Linked DNA regions of Mus musculus: region 1 is linked to region 2. A link is a contact called in public Hi-C data. All regions are on one chromosome and are shown on one strand. Each heading gives the region's core, a stretch centred on a gene start, on an enhancer-like site or on the middle of the called end of the contact. The rest is flanking DNA. Distances are from core to core; before and after follow the strand shown.

The links. A called contact is a pair of places that touch in the nucleus more often than the background predicts.
Region 1: a contact with region 2 is called in a Hi-C map of the N1E-115 cell line, with 7 times the contacts expected there. The contact joins two enhancer-like sites. A contact is called at or near these places in 3 of 484 Hi-C or Micro-C datasets (the HL-1 cell line, the N1E-115 cell line and neural progenitor cells).

What each region holds. Positions count from the first base shown.
Region 1 is chr2:64,452,650-64,459,781 of GRCm38.p6, reverse strand. No RefSeq gene overlaps it. Among named protein-coding and RNA genes, the nearest start is that of Gm13575, 62 kb to the right of the region's middle. Within about 2 kb of position 1,436, at least 5 of the 459 cell types and tissues checked have an H3K27ac peak or open chromatin away from gene starts, as enhancers often do. A contact at or near this core is called in the N1E-115 cell line, where this site is marked.
Region 2 is chr2:63,977,954-63,984,644 of GRCm38.p6, reverse strand. It overlaps Fign (fidgetin), which reads left to right. Exons shown (of 4, transcript NM_001267846.1): 4 at 3,746-6,691. The coding sequence starts at 3,754. The coding sequence ends at 6,000. Among named protein-coding and RNA genes, the nearest start is that of Fign, 120 kb to the left of the region's middle. Within about 2 kb of position 2,179, at least 30 of the 459 cell types and tissues checked have an H3K27ac peak or open chromatin away from gene starts, as enhancers often do. A contact at or near this core is called in the N1E-115 cell line, where this site is marked.

The DNA.
Region 1 (7,132 bases), core at 187-2,686, 480 kb before region 2:
CAGAGATGAGAATCGTGAGAAACAAAGAAAGATGCTCGGCCTGATGGGTCCAACACTACTGACCATTATTTACCCGTTATGGTGACAATGCACAGACACAGCAAAGAGTCAAGAGCCTGGCAGTGCGTTGTGCCCATGGAACTTGGGAGAAATATTTTTGGGAAGGTTCTGCCATCTCAGTGCACTAACCACTGAGCTATAACTTCTATGACCAGTAACATCAGCCTACCCCATCATTAAAGGCCATATCTTTTGTTCAAGCTTTCTGCTTAGGTAGTTAAAGACTTGAAGTTCTATTTAAAAAGTAAATGCAACTATGAATTTTAAATGCTACGGTGCTACTCAGTGTCGAGAGAAGCAAAGTTTGTTGACTCGAGGTCACTAATACCCATTTACCAGACCAAGTACAGAATGTTGCATGGTAAGGCATCATTTAATAGAAATTTAGGAATGGCAGCATTAAGGCCATTATCAGCAGCCTCTGATCTCTAAGAGTGTAATATTTCAATACACCTGTTCAGTAGGGTCAGCCGAGTGCAGAGGCAAAGTAAACATGTGCCTTTCAAATATATTTCAACTAATATGGGGCATAGGTAACCTTGCAGAAATCATGTTTTCACCCATCTGCCACAAGGCCTGAAATTCCTGTTACTTCGAATCATTTTCTCTGACTTCAGGCATTTTATGTAGAAAAATCTATGATATGAAATAAATAAAATTAAGTACTAAGCAAGTGATTATGCCTTTGATACTCATTTAAACTTTAGTGGAACATGGGCCTTTGAGATGTGGCTTAACAGGTAAGATCGTACATTGTTCATTCCAAAGGACCAGAGTTCAGTTCCCAGTGCCCACAAATCAACAACTCCAGGGGAACCAACCTTCTCTACTGGCTCCTGTGGGTACTCCGACACCTGCACTGCATAATCACAAAAAAACCCATGAATGAAAAATAAAACCTAAAAATGAAGGTCTTAAGCCCTTAATGTGAGTTTGTTCATAAGCTTTATTAGCAAATATAACTTAACAATATCAGAAAGAAAGATAAAAGCTAGGGTAGTTGTGTATCCTGATTTGATGAGTAAAGAGGAAAAAAAGATTATATTATAAAACTTAAAACCTGGTGAGATTGTCCATCCACAGTTGTGTATGTGAGTGTGATTGCATGGACACATGCGCAGACACCATAGGTGGTGGTAAGGATGTATTGTATGAGAAAAAAATCTATTTTCAGAAAAACATTAAAAAATATTGGAGGACTTAGAGCATCTAGAATACTTTTGACATTTTCAGCATGCCTTTGAGATAGAGAATTGAGCCTGAAGGGTTAATACCATTTCCCATCTAGAACAAATGCCACCCACCCCCTCAGTAGCTGATCTTGGCTAGATTCCTACCCAACTTCGGCCACTAGGAGGCAGTATGTTGTAGCAATTAGAATCTTAAGTTTTGACATCAGCTAGGCAAGGGTTCCAGACTGAAGCAAATAGGAGCTTGGAACCACTTTCGGCTTCATTTTTCATATTTTGAAAAAGTGGGCTAAAATCTGTTTACCACCGCATTGTACCGTGAGGATTAAATGAGATAGTGTATGCCGATTGACTGACATACACTTGATGTTCACAAAATCCAAATAAATCTAATTCCTAAATGATACATGGATCTATTCCAGCCGGAGGATATTTTTCTCTCTCACCCTTCTTCACTCACCTAGCCTTCCAAACTTCTCTCTTCCAAACAAATGCCGTGGACCCAGATGCAGAAAGCGTTCATTTTCATTAGAAGACTCTGGCAGGAAGCCAAAGCACTATCATCCGCTCATCTCCCGTGCATCTTAGTTCTCCTTTCATCTAATTACAGAGGTAACAGCAGGGGAAAGAGGTATCTTTTCAGCTAATGGAGGGAATGACTGAAACCCAGATGAGTAAAACCCTGAAGGGAAGGAGATCAAAGCTTGTAAGTTCAGAGTCCTTCTATCTCCCAGCTAAACTGCTGGGACCAAAGGGAGAACGTCAATGATTTCCTAACATCCGCTCATGTGCTTGTGAGTACCCAGATCCAGAACTCTTGCCTTGGAATGTGATGACTGTCTCACTGGGCTGCTCTGTTCCGCGGCATCAAGATTTCCCTTTGCATCATCTCCGGCTGTTTCATAGCACACCCTTGCTATCTGTAACAACGGAACTAGTCACTGAGCACTCTCTATCCGTCCTATGTTTAAAACATGATGCCGTGAGAGTCATACTTGGAAGAATAAGTACCAGAGAAGGCCCTTGCCTTTGTATCAATATCTCCTCTTCAATTCAGCTATCCAAAGTTGCAAATAAAATTTTCACTGAGGGATCTCTGGCAAATCGACCTATTGTTCCTATAGAACAACACGGAAATTTCCATTCTTAAAATTGAATTGACATGTAGAAACTACACCTTAGTTTCTAGTCCTTAATACAGAGCAGACTGACAACAGCCACTGTCTGGGACTTATGTAGAACTATTATTCTGCCGTCAACAATTGGCCCTGTATGTGGCTTAGTCAAGGATCTCAACTTCAAGGCTTTAGCTGTTTTGATGACTTCATTTATAAATTATTTCCCCAATTCTCATCAATCATCCACTCAAAAGTAGTCTGTCTATAAATTTCTTGGCATGTAAATTAGTTTTCCTCCATTACTACCTACTGAGAAAAGAATTTGTGGGCAGTTTAAAATTTGTGCTTATGACTACAGTTCTTTCTCATCTTTTAGAGTTTTGATACCTTTACAGTTTAACATATGACAAGGTTATAGATTCATAAAAACACCATTGATTTTTTTTTTAGGTTCTCCCCAAGATCAATCCCATGGTCAATTCATCTTGAAATGTAAGTGAATGGACTGCGGCTCTAAAGTCACCTCATTTGGAGGAGAAGGAATCCTATACTTGCCCTTAACTTTTCTGGGCAGACATTCAGAAAGAAACTCTGGCCCGTTAAGGAGCACAGCTGTACCCTGCAGGAAGAATGGAAAGGTCCTAGATGGGGTCTTGAATGCATGTCCTTACATGGTTCACATTGCAACCTAATGTACAGTTGCAGACCACCCCACCTGAGATAATAAATGAGAGACTCTCAGGGCTGTTGAGCACTTTGCAAATTTTCACAGTGGCTCAGCACAAACTTAGTTAGCACAGGTGTTCACATAATTGTGATTCATTGGAGAGATTCTCAGTGCTCAATAGCCCTCTCACTCCCTCTCCTCCTAGGGGGTGACTGAGTGTGAGTATATTGTGGGGAAATGTGCCATGCTGTCGGGCTTCACTGGTGCTTGGCTGAAGGGGACTGGGTTGATTAAAAAAGGAAAAAGAAAAAAAGAAAAAAGAAAGAAAGAAAGACCAGCTAACTGTGTCCAATTCTCTTCCTCCATTTGCTTAAGTTTTAGAAATGGCAGGATGACATGTATCCCACAGTTCCAAAGATGGAAACTAACTTTACATTGTAAGAAAGCAAAGCAAAGCAAACAAAAAGCTGTTGCAGAATTGGATAAGACTACTATGACTTTATACTGGGGTTGTTTAAAACGATTAAAGTTAGAAACAGTGAAAATGTCGCAGTTCTCATTTTTCTTGCTTTGTGGCTGCCATCTTCTGGTGTGGGGTGTGCTTGGTGCTACCCAAATACCACTCTGATCATTTTCAGATTACTCACCATGGGGAATAGTATCCCAAGGTAACCACTCAGAACTCACGAGGAAACAAGACTCTCTACAATCAGCCATTGTTCTGTTCTAGCTCTTCTACCCGCAGAGTGAAATCTAGTTACACATTCTAGTAGCTCAGTAATAATAGCTTTTAATGTAATAAATTAACTGACTTAGATTTAAAAAAAAACTTACAATTCAGTTAATGAATATTGATTAATTTCCCATGAAGCAGTGTGTGCTTAAGGATAATGTGGAATAAAAAGCCCTCTACTCGTCATGTGTCTATGATCTATACATGGTCCTCTCACACTGTATTTAATGCATCAGAGTTAAGAGAAATCTAAATTCTTGAACTCCTCTCTATTTGGAATTGCCTTAGACTCCATCTCTGGTAACCAGCTAGTGTGCCTTCCATTGAGTCTCATGGCACTGTTTAAATGAAAAGATGTCTACCATCACATTAAAAAAGAAAGACCCTGGAGGGAAGAAATCAAGAAAGGTTATATTTTGATCTTTTAAAATCTACACATATTGCTAGCATTTGGCATCTAAGTTTATTCTTTCAACTGAATTTCCCCCATCTCAAACCAAGAACCTCCCTTGTACATCACAGTAAAGGGTCTGGATGGTTTTATTATTCACATAACACCATAGAACCTCCAAGAAAGGCAAGGCATGTTTCTCTTTCTTCTTCATCTTCAATTGCTAATTATCACTGCTGAGAACCACAAATTTTTCATCCTTCACCAAACTGCAAACTCACATTCCCACATGTCCCAGGCACAAAGACACACTATTACTATCACATACATTAGTCTCCAGTACTTAGAGAGCCCTGTGGCTTGTGTTAAATTAGGGTGTCACTGTGACTCCTGTCTGAGCTGGAACCAGGCTTCTATGAATTCGTGTTTACTTTCAGCTCTCTCTGGTCCTAACATACCCTACTCATACCATTGAGGGTAGCAAAAACACCTCTAAAAGAACCACACAATGAGCCAGAGACACAAACGTAGTTTCTTAAACTTTCAATAGAAAGAAGTTATCTAGAATTTAAGAGAGCACAGAACAAGTAAGTAAAGGGATAAACGATGTTTCTGGAAGCTTCTATCGTTTGTTCTTGATTCTCCCCAGAACCTGGTTTTGAGAGAACATAGGTGGGCACAGAGGAAGGCAAGAGCATGGGGCTTAGGGAGGAAGTAAAGTCCGGCCTGATTGTGTATTCCTTCACAGGGGCAAGGTCACTTCTTGCACCAGTGCCTCAGGCCAGGTGAGCATCCAAGCAGTGGTTGCTGCTGTGACTGGGAATGCTGACAGTGTGGGCACAAACTGTTCACCCTAGCTCCCCTTCCGTGCCCCCATATTAGGGCCTGATGGCTTCTCCTACTGAGATTCACTAAACCTCTCTCCTTGATCTGACAGTATATCATAAACCCCTGCCTCCTTGTTTAGCTGTATGCTACTAACCCTGATCCAGCTGCCTGCAGCAACCCCACCTCTCTGTTCAACTGTGAGTAATAAACACACTGAGCTCCCGTGATTCTGGGGCTTCTCCAAGAGGCAGCCAAAGCCCACCAGATCCTGGCTTTTGTCTGTTAGTCTTTGCTTTACCCTTGCCCCCGTGACTCTGTCAGGTCAGTCCCTGGAGCCCTGCAAGGATGTGGTGAAGTGGCACCTGCAAATGGCCCAAATGTCCACACTGACCACCGGAACTTGCATTAATCAGGCAAAGGAGTGAACCAAGATAAGAGATCTAATAAAGGTGAAGGAATCAGTATAAAGCAAAAGGAAGAAAGGAAACTAGAGAAAGAACTGAGGAATGCAAAGTGCATCACTGTGGCCGGCAGAGAGGGTACAATCTCTCAGTAGACTGCCCTGGCTACGTAGGTATGTCTATCAGAGAGAATGCGTGAGCTACACCTACTCATGTGACAAAGCAAAGCAAATGCCTCTAGAGTTACAGAATGACTTTTAGGCTCATAACTGCTGGATGAGAACATTTAATACAGAAATTGAAGGTTCATTAGATTTCAAATAATTGTGCATGCATTCCATTTCCATCCATGTCTATAAATGACATTGTCTGCAAATAGTATTTGTCATACTGACATCATGGATTTATCTAAAGACTCACTCAATTAGCAACTCCTTCAAGTCAATAATATCTATAGTCAAAACTGTCTATTATAAGATAATGAACTTATCCTTACCAAGCATCTAAGCTCATAAAAATATGTGTGAAGCACATGTAACTATGGGAAACTATTAATACAACGTGTATTATGTTTTTATAGACTCTTCAATCTTTGAGCTTTGTTCTTGATATCCAGAAACAGAAATGTTTAGATTTGTTTTCACAGGCACAGTGGACTTCTTTAATGTGTCTAGTTTGGCTTCCCCTGAGAGTGTTAGTTGGTGCGTTATCCTTAGTCATAACAGCGGTACCGCTCCTTTCCTGACTCTGCGTTGAAGATGTCTACCAAGACCTGAAAGTAAAATGTCTATAGACATTGCATGTAAAGTTCAGAGAGCCTTCCCATTTTTATCTCTTGCCTCCCTCTCCCAATCCATCCTTCCCCTGTTCCCTGCCTCCCCCTCCCTCCTGCCTTTCCTCTTCTCTCTGCATTATTCTATACTAATTCATGCAGTTAAGATACTATCCTAATCTATTCCCATAATTAAAATAATTGTTTAGCACATCACATGACTTATCTTTAAAACAGAGTAGTCTTCTGCCAACAGTTTTGTCCTTCTAACTTTACATGACTATGCATTGTTACTTACATCCCTTGTCGTAAGATAGAGTGATTTTAACATTGGATGGTGATGTGATAATACTTAAGCTTCTTTAGAAGAAATATGAAGAAAAAATGGCTGAATTCTGTGATCTTTTCTGAGATATGTTGTGTTAAGACCAGTGAACAATGTCAGAAACATCACACTTATAAAATGTAGGCGGGATGCCTACTGGTTCATAACACTGACTCCTGTCTCATCCTCTTCCAGGGCATATTAACAGCAGATGACGTTTCTTGGGTCTGAGATGCTTCTGGGATAGACTTTACTGTAAGGAACGGCATCATCTTGAGTTCTCTAAACTCCTCTCCCTAATTGCCTGGCCTTTCAGAGAGGCAACTTTATCCCAATATTGGGAATAGAATTCTCATAGGTTAGCTTCTCGAGGAACTATACTGTGCTAACTGGTTTGAATTAGGGATTGCCTAATATCCTTGGATGCTCGGGCGGGGGGGGGGGGGATCCCTCTCCATCAGATTCAAATGTTTCCAGATCTGCTGGTGGTAATTGACATAATTCATTCTAATGAGTTAGAAGCACTTGAAGAGCTTTCTGTGCAAACACGTGGAGCCACTCTAAGAATTCCTAGGCTTTTAGGGTCCTCTCAGTCTCCAGTTTCTGCATTTACTGCATCCAGTAAACTGATAAACAAAAATGATTTA
Region 2 (6,691 bases), core at 930-3,429:
GCATCATTCTTTGGATTTTTTTTCTTTATATGTTCTAAGGAAAAATCACATCAAAGCTTTTTTGCTTTTCTTTTCTTTAACTCATCTCCTTGCTTTAGTACCAGAAGCCTTCTGCTCTCCCAGACAACGGTGATACAGTCAACTGGGGCACTGTATACCTTTGTTCAAAGAACATTTGGCGCCACATCTTTTCCACTTTGTCACCACCAGTAAACAAGATCAACAACAGCAATACATTTGGTGCCCTCCCCCAACACATAATGCTAAGATTCAAGCACTGGTCAATAGGCTCTTTATGTTCTCAAGGCCCCACCAGGGTCGTCAACACTGACTCCTGTGCATCTTAGTAACATCAGGGTCTAGATTATGGTTCCAAGGCTCTCCCAGAAGAAAGGAACACTCCTTTTTCCTTCAAGTTAAACAGACATCAGACTTACCTTTCTCACATTTGCTAAGGATATTGCTTAGTATGCATCAATAGGTAAACTTTCAGTTACATCAATAAACATATTCAATCCAGTAACTATCCCAATGAATTATTTTTGATGGATAGGATCTTTGCTTCATTTCAGAAGAAATATAAATGTTTGAAAATTCAATTAGTTTTGCTACATTAAAACTGCATAGAAATACCCAGTTTAAGTGGGCAATCTATTTTGTTCCAAGTGCATAGGCTTAGCATGTAAAGCAATGGTAACATTAAAATCATGTTTGCATTGTTATAAGCAATTAATTCATAAGAAAACTTTGCTTAAACCAAGACAGAGAGGCCCTGCCTTCCATTTTTTTTTTCACTGTTCACCTTTTTTTAAAGGTTATTTCTTTCTGTCCTGGCTATTAACTAAATCCAACAAGTAATCGCCTCAACTAAGCTGGAAGGAAGCCGAATCCGATCATTCTGTGTGCTTGCCTGTGCATGCATGTATGCTTCCAGGCACAGGCTGCACTTGCCTACACGTGCACTGTCCAGTAGTCCTGTGACTTCTAAATTATTTTTGAGATGCATATTCATTTTTATTCTTTATCTATTAATATGTCCCATCAGAGCACATGTGTTCTTATTTTTACTACTCAATATTTTCAGGTTTTTTTTTTTAAGAGGAAAAAAATCCTAATAGAAATTACTTGAAAATAATCATGGGATTAATGAATGTGTAGGTCTTTTAGCTCGACACTGCCATCACATTGATATTCTCTCCTTTATGTTAGGCTCGGAGTAAATCCCTTGATACTGGAGGAAGTTAGATACTGATTACTTGCGATTGGTTCCTGGTGATTTGCCCTTAATAATTTCCAGTTGAGTCTAATGAAAGTATGATTCCTGAAAAGCCGCTTCATTAAAATTGCATCCTTTCCCCCTTCAAGTGTAGTTCAGTCATATCACCCACTTTGTGGTGTGTTTTTCTCCTCTTAAAGAGTAATGACTGAGAAAGCAGAAACAATTAGATCACTTCACTTCTTCCCAGAGTCCCGCTCACCAACCCTTCCTTCCTCTTTCTCTGAGTGGGAGAATAAAAGTGTGCTTCTTTGGGGTTCACAATATTAATTTCCAAGTTGATTTGATTGTTTTACAGTATGTGTAGTCTTAAACAAACCTATGAATATTTGAAGTAAAGTGGGGAATATGTTGCATATACACAAGAACTAAAATCTTTAGTATTTTTACAAAACACACACACATAAAGACTGATTAACTTATACTTGTGCGGCATCCAAACTTAATTTCACTGAGTTGGTGATTTGCAAATGAATATCTGCATGGATCCTTTTTAAAAATCCAAATGCAAATGAGTCCAGCGGCAGTAAAATATATTTGCAAATGAATCCTGTTGCTTTATTCATTTATTGTGTAATTACTGCAATCCTTCCCACCTTGTTTTCAGTATTTCTTAATCATTAAGTCGGAAGCATGACAGCAGTGCCAGCCCTGGCATGATTCTCTTTGACTAAAACCTTGTAAATTAACACAATTAGCACAGCATCCTCCTGCTAATTAACTTCCACTGTCTGGTGCAGTGGTTTTGCAAACAAGGAAGACGGAGTCAGAAGGGAATCAACATGCCATTCTGTTACCAAACTGTGTGCTCTGTTCAGTTTAGCTCAGCGAGTCAAAGCTGGCCATGTCAAAAGCCAGAGTCAGGCAAAGCAGGGCTGAAGTGGTTGGGGGAGGAGAACAGAAAGGGATGGGAGCTGTCAACACTGCTGGGGAATTCAGAAGGGAAGGGAACGGATGCCACAGATGCCTCATTTAGACCAGGCCTTCCTCTTATCAAGGATTCTCTGCCAGAGGGCACAAGATGGTTTGCAGAATTCACTTTGAGTAATACAAAAGAGATTAGGGAGGGCATCTAACACAGCCATAGCATGGTAGGAAGTGTCCATTCCAAGTGAGCAGAGATTAGAGTTAAGATGAGTGAGCAAGCCCTGAAAAAGAGGAGAGTGGGGTTCCAGTACTTGTTGGTAACTAACTAGATGAAAGCCTCTTAAATCAATCGCTTTGGGCACTGCTTTTGTGATGTGTGAAGCAGCTAATTCCCAAGGTCTTTCCAAAGTTATCATTTAAAACGACTATCTGATTCTAATAACTGAGAGTTTTCTCTGAAGTAAGAAAATACTCATTTCAGGGTTACTACAGAGTCAGTGGCTTCAGTTAGCAATCTAGCAGAATGACGGGTTTATTCCTGTGACCTCGTGGATGAGTTGTACGCATCCACTTTCTGCCGTGGAGGGATCACTGTAGAAATGTAAGGGGCTAAAATCCAGTTTCTCCACTCTTTCCATCCCTTCTTCACTTCCTTTCTCTTTTTCTCATGTTCTTCCCTCCTCTCCTGGTATCTCAGTCTATTGGGGGAGGAGGATTATCAGAGGAGGAGGGAGAATCACACAAGAAGCCCGGACAGACAAGTGATGCTTGTTTTTATTTCCCCCCCAGACTCAACAACAGAACTGAGAGGCAAAAAGGAGCCAGTTGTAATTCATACCGAGTTGTAGGCTTTGTGCGATGAAAGCGGTGGAGCGCTGCCTGGGAGATTGCTTTGCTGCACTCCACGAAGCAGATTTGAAACTGTCGTGGGCCACTTTAGATGAGAGTTGGATTATGGAATGACCTGCTATGTCTGTGTCATATTGTTCTGTGCAGGGAGCATTATACTGTGCTAACTAGGTGTTCAGTACCAAATAAGAGAGGTATCCTAGATGCGATCTGTCAGCTGTGTCTCATTTTTATATTGCTAAAAATATAAAACAGAAACTGATGGGAAGAGCCAGAATAAGTAGGTGGCATACATGTTAACAGTACTGCATGCTGGATATTAAAATGTATGTGTATATGTTATTGCAAACAACCACGATTGAATTCTAATTTGACAGGAGTGTGTGTGTGTGTGTGTGTGTGTGTGTGTGTGTGTGTGTGTGTGTGTCTAGTATTCGTGTTAAATAAGTAACTCTATGGGTTTATGACAGCAATAAGGCTCTTTTATCTTTTTTTTTTTTTTTGATATCTACAGAGTTTTATTTTACATTGGATTTATCTTTTTTACAACGTTTAATGTCTCCCCATTTTGAAGAATTCATATTATAGAGATCACACTATGTATTACAACCTGGGAAGATTCTTATCCACCTCCATATTGTTAGTGGAAGTTAATAAATAGCAGATATAGTTGGGGGCGGTAGGGTGGGGGAATCTTTATGTGTTCCGAAGAATATCTAAGTAAATTTATTGTCTTTCCCGTCCAATTCTTAGGCTTGAAGATGCAGTGGACGCCGGAGCATGCCCAGTGGCCAGAACAGCACTTTGACATCACCTCGACCACTCGGTCTCCCGCCCACAAAGTTGAAGCCTATAGAGGTCATTTACAGCGCACCTACCAGTATGCCTGGGCGAATGATGACATATCTGCTCTGACTGCGTCCAACCTTCTGAAAAAATATGCAGAGAAGTATTCTGGCATTTTGGAAGGTCCCGTAGACCGACCTGTACTCAGCAATTATTCAGACACACCATCAGGACTCGTGAATGGTCGGAAAAATGATAGCGAACCCTGGCAGCCTTCCTTGAATTCAGAAGCCGTTTATCCTATGAACTGTGTCCCGGATGTCATCACTGCCAGCAAAGCTGGTGTCAGCTCAGCCCTCCCTCCAGTAGACGTCTCGGCAAGTATAGGGAGCTCCCCTGGGGTGGCCAGCAACCTGACAGAGCCAAGTTACTCAAGTAGTACCTGTGGAAGCCACACAGTACCTAGTCTTCATGCGGGGCTCCCATCTCAGGAATATGCTCCGGGATACAACGGCTCATATTTGCATTCTACCTACAGCAGCCAGGCCACACCTGCACTTCCTTCGCCTCATCCGTCCCCGTTGCATAGTTCTGGGCTTTTGCAGCCACCACCCCCTCCTCCTCCCCCACCAGCCCTGGTCCCAGGCTACAACGGGACTTCCAATCTCTCCAGTTACAGTTATCCCTCTGCTAGCTATCCTCCTCAGACTGCCGTGGGGTCTGGGTACAGCCCTGGCGGAGCACCCCCTCCTCCTTCAGCATACCTGCCTTCAGGAATTCCTGCTCCCACCCCTCTGCCCCCCACTACCGTTCCTGGCTACACCTACCAAGGTCATGGTTTGACACCCATTGCACCCTCTGCTCTGACCAACAATTCAGCAAGTTCTCTCAAAAGGAAAGCTTTCTATATGGCAGGGCAAGGAGACATGGACTCCAGTTACGGAAATTACAGCTATGGCCAACAGAGATCGACACAGAGTCCTATGTACCGAATGCCCGACAACAGCATTTCAAACTCGAATCGGGGGAATGGCTTTGACAGAAATGCTGAAACATCATCCTTAGCATTTAAGCCAACAAAGCAGCTGATGCCCTCTGAGCAGCAAAGGAAATTCAGCAGCCAGTCCAGTAGGGCTCTGACCCCTCCTTCCTATAGTACTGCTAAAAATTCATTGGGATCAAGGTCCAGTGAATCCTTTGGGAAGTATACGTCGCCAGTCATGAGTGAGCACGGAGACGACCATCGGCAGCTCCTCGCTCATCCAATACAAGGTCCCGGACTCCGTGCAGCTACCTCATCCAACCACTCTGTGGACGAGCAACTGAAGAATACTGACACACACCTCATTGACCTGGTCACCAATGAGATCATCACCCAAGGACCTCCTGTGGACTGGAGCGACATAGCTGGTCTTGACCTGGTGAAGGCGGTTATTAAGGAGGAGGTTTTGTGGCCAGTGCTGAGGTCAGATGCATTCAGTGGGCTGACCGCCTTACCTAGAAGCATCCTTCTCTTCGGACCTCGGGGTACAGGCAAAACACTTTTGGGCAGATGCATAGCTAGTCAGCTAGGGGCCACGTTTTTCAAAATTGCCGGTTCCGGACTCGTTGCAAAGTGGATAGGAGAAGCGGAGAAAATCATCCACGCCTCTTTTCTTGTGGCCAGGTGTCGCCAGCCCTCGGTGATTTTTGTTAGTGACATTGACATGCTTCTCTCCTCTCAAGTGAGCGAGGAACACAGTCCAGTCAGTCGGATGAGAACCGAATTTCTGATGCAGCTGGACACTGTACTGACTTCGGCTGAGGACCAAATCGTAGTCATTTGTGCCACCAGTAAACCAGAAGAAATAGATGAATCTCTTCGGAGGTACTTCATGAAAAGACTTTTAATCCCACTTCCTGACAGCACAGCGAGGCACCAGATAATAGTACAGCTGCTCACACAGCACAATTACTGTCTCAATGACAAGGAGTTTGCACTGCTTGTCCAGCGCACAGAAGGCTTTTCTGGACTAGACGTGGCTCATTTGTGTCAGGAAGCAGCAGTGGGACCTCTCCATGCTATGCCAGCTACAGACCTTTCAGCCATTATGCCCAGCCAGTTAAGGCCCGTTACATATCAAGACTTTGAAAATGCTTTCTGCAAGATTCAGCCTAGCATATCTCAAAAAGAGCTTGATATGTATGTTGAATGGAACAAAATGTTTGGTTGCAGTCAGTGATAACATCTTTAAAAAAAGAAAAAAAAATGTAATGAATGTTGGCACACACATAAAACCTGCTACATAGGGAATAGAGCCCCTTTCCAGTAGTGTTTCAATTGCTAAGGGTACTGGGGAAGACGACGATTATGTTGCATCTTTAGAGTCAGGGTAGCTTTGGAAGAAGCAGGCATCCGATGAGAGCCTCTGATTTGGAAGCCCCAGCTGACAGAAAGCATATACATGTGGATGCTCGGATCGGTTCAAGCTAGACGACACTCACCGAGAAGCAAGGTGCAAGTGTGTTGATTTCAGAAGGACATGAACCTCGTGTGTTGATTCCATTCTGCTGTTCTCGAGATTTAGTTGCTGTCAAGTGCCTGGAGTGGTGCTTTATTTTGTTTGTTTGTTTGTTTGCCTCACAATTACATTGGTGGCATGTGCTAATATAAAGAGCTTTAACTTCAAACACTATTGGACTAAAGAGATGAACGGTTGTGTTACAACAGAAAACCAGATTTTTTTGGCCATTTTAAGAGCAACCGTATTCCTCAACCCTGTCTGTTCTGAAGTGTTAGCTAAGAGCAGGTAAAACAGGGTAACGGTGATCTGGACCTTAATTTCTGCAGTTCATTTCTTTTAATGTTCTTGTCTGCAAAAACTCAGGAAAGTGATTGTGATTTGTACAGTACCTCAAAGGAATGTGTTAAAA